Regions from separate parts of the Gossypium arboreum genome. Here region 1 is linked to region 2. A link is a contact called in public Hi-C data. All regions are on one chromosome and are shown on one strand. The core of a region is the stretch at or near the end of the contact, and the rest is flanking DNA. Distances in the headings are between cores, read along the strand shown.

Evidence for each region. A called contact is a pair of places that touch in the nucleus more often than the background predicts.
Region 1: a Hi-C map of leaf shows a contact between it and region 2, with 4 times the contacts expected there. The contact joins the promoter of LOC108470685 here to the promoter of LOC108473448 in region 2. A contact is called at or near these places in 2 of 5 Hi-C or Micro-C datasets (both in leaf).

The regions. Positions count from the first base shown.
Region 1 is chr11:91,722,920-91,725,672 of ASM2569848v2, forward strand. LOC108470685 reads left to right here and starts at 1,504. Exons shown (of 8, transcript XM_053021321.1): 1 at 1,504-1,561; 2 at 2,300-2,320; 3 at 2,565-2,615. The coding sequence starts at 1,504. It overlaps LOC108474173 (a long non-coding RNA gene), which reads right to left and starts at 1,401. Exons shown (of 3, transcript XR_001869863.2): 1 at 1,251-1,401; 2 at 744-1,007; 3 at 1-189.
Region 2 is chr11:91,493,773-91,496,472 of ASM2569848v2, forward strand. LOC108473448 (dual specificity protein kinase YAK1 homolog) reads right to left here and starts at 1,418. Exons shown (of 18, transcript XM_053021901.1): 1 at 532-1,418. The coding sequence starts at 726.

The DNA.
Region 1 (2,753 bases), core at 254-2,753, 230 kb after region 2:
TTTCGGCACTGTTCTAATATTTCACTATCTTCTCCTCCTCGCTACTTAGCACAACATTAACATCCCCAATGTTAGTTCTGCGCTTCTTGCGTGTATCCAACATAGAAGCTCGCACGTCCACATATTCGTCGATTTCCCGTGACAAGCTAGTAGACTCCTCCAAACTATCTTCAGTATTGCGAGTTGTGCCTGCACCACCAACAATTCTAAGATCAATAGTAATAGTAAGCAAGTTAGGGTTCACACCACTTCCACATATGGTGAAAGTAGTGAGAACCAAGGGCGATGCCTCATTTTACAGAAGCTATAAAAGTAGTTCTTTGGTTCTTTGTATCCTAACAATATTAGTCCTAGGTCATCTTTGGCTCCATGTGGCCACGTGAACCTCTCAAGTTGCACCCTAACAGCATCAACTACTTCATTATTATCACCCTATTTCCATCCGTTGGGGCTAAATTTTTCCGGATAGTATTGGAATACATTCCCCATGGTCAGGACATCCTTCATATTTCGAACACGCCCCTTACGAAGCCTCTCTAATTATGCCCAACCCCCTTCTATCATAATGTTTCATTAAGTTAAGCACACATCCTTACTCAGCGGGGACCACTCAGTGTGAAAACCGAAGCCATCGACAAGCTTACATTTCACCTGATTATACTTGCTCCGATTCAAACGGAGATTGGAGCACTTATTGAAAATGATAAATTCCACGTCTTTACAAAGGGTGAAATAATATAGACCTGATGACTTCCTTCGATTGTGGGCCTTCAATTGGTATAGACGTTGAAAAACAGCGAGCAGTGGCATCTCATCGCATCGACAACAATCGATAAAGTAGGCCATCACAATCCATCAGGAGAACTCAGATAACTCGTCAAGGGCTATCCCATAATCCTTGAGTAGGTGGCAGAAGAAACAGTATAGATGCAAGTGGAATCAAGCCTCTATTACATGGAGGGGGAGCAGAATACTGTCATCGTTGGTATCGCTCTGTCGATGCGAACCTACAGGAATAAAAAAATCGCATGTGAAATTGGGAATTTTAATTTCTCGTGTAGCTAGGGCACGAAACATTTCCTCACTTTTTGTAGTGCAGGCATAGAAATTAGCCTCAGCAGGAACCTTCGTTGTACGCTGTCACGGTGGATAACTTAGAGTTACCCGACCACTACTACCTCCCCTAGTTTAGGCATGGTCGAAACAGAGGAAAAGAATACCCAAAGAAGAAAAAGTTTACATGGGTTTACCTTTGAAAAAAATGCCTCTCGTCGATCGCAGTTGTTGAGAATTTGTAATCTGTGATTTTTAGGGCTTCTAAAACCCCCCCTTTTAAAGAGTTTCTTGCCTTTGTGCTTTAACGATTCAAATAACCGAAAAGTATGGAATGGTCAGATGCAAGCAGATGTAATCCACTCGTACACGTGGCAAACTAAACGCTATACATTAGTGATCAAAGTGTGTTTAATAAGCCATATAAATTCAAAACATTGGCTATAAGAAATGCCACTTTATAACCCTTGGAGCCAACAGGAGGGATTATATTGTTATGATATTTCTCGTTATCAACTCAGAACTCGAATATAACTTAAACTATCGACTCACGACCTGAAAGAAGGACTAGCAAGCCCAGCTTGCGAGCCCTACATTAGGGGCTCACGAGCCTAACTAGCATGTCGCTAGTTGTTCACAAGTAGAGGTTATGAAGTCAAGCGAGTAGACTAGTGAACACGTGTTAAGTCTAAAATAATATACGTGCCGACATGCATAGAGAGTATCTAGAATGTCACATTCAATGAGTAGTAATCATATTTTATAAATATCCAATTCTCCTAACCTTGAAGGCAACCAAATTATCAAAAAACTTGTGACATTTTTTTTTCTTGCATTTCAATTATTTTTGCGGAAATAAATACATAATCGTTACTCTTATGATTTCGAATCCACAATATAACATTATAATAACCCAATCTTTGCACTCATTATTTCAAGTTCACATTTAACTTACGATTTCAATTTATTAATTTATTTGTCCTAATACATCTGTATATTTCTTTTACCTTAACAGTGAGGGTAATTAATGAAAATGTAAATTGCTTCTTTTTTTTTGAAATTTCGTTGAGAATTTAGGGATTTTTTATGCTCTAAGAAGTATTTAAATACTTTTTAGGGTTAATCACTTAACAGAATCCTTTATTTTGTTCTTTTGTAATCGACTATTAATAATATGATTTTTTTGGGTTTTTTTACAGTGGCTGGATTTGGCAAAAAAAGGGACCTAACTCATCTGAGAAGTAAGAGATCTACGTAGGTGAAGAAGGCAAGAAGCCTTGTTGAAAGCTTTGATGGATTTTAAGTCTTTGATTTCTTTTGATAATGTTTTTATTATACATTACTGGTTTCAAGGATTGGATTGAACTACCATTTTGTTTGCTAGATATTATGTGATATGTTATCGATTATCTTTAACGTTCTCTCTGTTAAGCAAAATGAATGAATCATCCGAGTCTCTGAAATCGAGTCTTAGAGCTTCATATATTAATTTTGTGATATAATAATGGCAGCTATTGCTTCAATTCGACAAATTAGCGGGCAATTACATTCTTTGTCAAAAGGTTTGCTCCATTTTCTCCTTTTTTAAAATTTTCTTTTTCAAGGTTTAATTTAGTTTACTGCATGCTCAAAAATGTATCAATTGAAGGAAAAGGAATATTTTGATTCTTAACCAATTTTCTTTTGACCTTGAATCTTGC
Region 2 (2,700 bases), core at 168-2,667:
TGAAGGACAAATAAGCATTCGCGCTCCATGGAGACTATTTTTCAAAGTCTCTTCTCCCTAGTTTAACTTTTTTACAGACATCATAGATTGGCATGAGTTGAAGTGAATAATGGCTTATCAGGGTAGATAGGACATGGGATCTAAAGTATAAGGTTGCAGTCAATCTGCTAATATTTGTATCAACATATTGCATTCTTCTAACTGGAAGAAATCTGATCACTTACTCGGCTTTAGGATACTGAAATGGTGCATTATACAAATTGAGAAAAGTATAATAATTGAGAGCTTTCTATGATATATTTCATGTAGTGAAACATTAAAGATTAAGTTTACTTGGCTTATATATGCTTCTCTTGTGTCAGACAAACAGAATCACCAATCAAACCAGCTGAACATCTCTTAATCTACACCAATTCAAACTCAAACCAAATCGAAAGCTCCTCAAAAGTTTCTAAACATTTGAACATGCAAAAAACTACCCACAAATCTTTAGAAGTAAATAGGAACAAACAATTAGAAAATATAACTTACAGGCCTCCTGACAAAAACACGCGGCTTTCTACCAGCTTCATTCCTGGGTGAATACGGTCCAAAAACCAGCTGACTCGGCCGCCATCGCACTGCAGACCCTTCATCTGAACCCAATTCAGAGGCCCCCTGAGGCTCTCTTTGATTACTAGGACCAACCTCATCCATAACTATCCCCTTAGAAAAGGAATCCACCATTTCTGACCCCAAAATTTACTATTATCCCCAATAGCTCCATTGAAATTGAAGCCACCCAAAAGTTGAAAAAACTAACAACACCCCGATTTTGATCAGCAATTGGATTGCAATTTTGAAGTCAAGATCGAAACTTCAGTGATTTCTCAAAGAACTCACCAGCTGACTCCAATCCCATTAGTTTTCTTCTTATTTTCTCTTATTAACAGTTGAAACAGAGAAGAATCAGAATATTGGAAGTCCAGGTCGATCCACAGATTATCAATAAATATAAGAAAAATCAAATTTCGATATAAAGAAGAAACAGAAAAAGGATTAACCCCTTCTATAGATTGTAAAATAAACACAATAAAACAAAAACAAAAACCCACCAACAAAAGAAACCAAATCGGATTTTTTTAAAGAAAATAAAAAGACCCAAAACTTAGATTATAAAGAAGAAATGCAAGAAGAAAGATCAATAGATGAAGAAATAGAAAGAGAGAGAAAGAAAAAAAGAAGAGAGTTTTGGGTCTGAGAGGACAAAGACGCCGTGTTTCTTTCTTCCTCCAAATGGGAGCTTTTATTTTCTTTTCGTATTTAGATTTGTTATTTTATGGGATTGTGGCTGTGCCATGGAAATACTGTACAGTGACATTTTCCCATAATTTTCTAAGAAAATTACCTATTTTTTGGTTCAACTTTTCTAAGAAATCGTATATATATTAACAATACGAGGTTAAAAAATTTAGTCGGTTGACATTACACTTCTTTTACCCATATTGAGGCATTTATTTTAAAATTTAACTAAATTAATACCCTCATTTTGTTTATCTTTATTTTATAACTTTATAACTTTATAACTTTTATATATTTTGTTTTAACTTTATTTTATAATTTTTATACAGTTGATTTTAAATAAGTTATTTTGTTACTTTTATATTTTACTTAAGTAAATCATGTTATAATATTAAAATTAATAAATATTACTTTGTTAATTTTAAAATATACATATTAGTAACATTTAAACTTATATTTTCAAATATAATAAAAGTTAATTATATTTGTTTATTAAAGTAAAACAAAGATAATTATAAAATTATAAAAATCTAACATTAAAATAAATTAATTTAAAATATATATAAAATAAACATCAGTAATATTATTTAAATTGTAATATATTAATAATAATATTCAAATGAAGATGAATTTTGTATTACTTTCAGGGTGAGTGTTTAATCGAATCGAGTTAAATTTAGTAAAAAAATTTTGAGTTAATCGAGTTTATGGGTATTATTTTATCATTCTAACTCACTTTGAAATTTTTTAAATCGAGTCGAGTGAAATAAAATTTGACTCAAGTCAAATCAAATAGAGTAAAATTGTTCAAGTTAAATTAAAATAATTAACCATGTCAAATAAAAATATTATTACAGGATAACTAATTCCATAGTAGAGCATATAAATTTAAAACTATATATATTTTAAAAATATTCAAAGCAAAATAATAATAATAAATGAGATATATAAATTTGAATCATTAATTAGGTCCCAAAATTAATATTTTAGAATTTTTAAAAATTTAACTTTTTATATATTTTTAGAAGTTTTATAATTTTGTATAATTTTTTAAAATATTAAATTTGAAACTTTTATGAATATTTTGAATTTTAAAATTATTGAAAATTATTGAAAATTTTTAATTTTTTAAATTTTTGTTGAGGGTAGACCAATTTATTTATTTTAAAATTGAGAGGGACCAAAAGGTATTTACACCAATATGTTATTTGAATTATTAGGATTGTAAAATTTAACTCGACTCGAATTCAAAACTCGAATCGAGTTATTCCATTTAACTCGAATAATTTGAATAATTCGATTTAATTAACTCGAAAATCAAAAAATCGATTTTTCCAATCGAATCGAGTTTTTTCACCCTAATTACTTTAATATTAAATATTTTAAAATTTAAATAACATTAATATAATTTACTTTAAT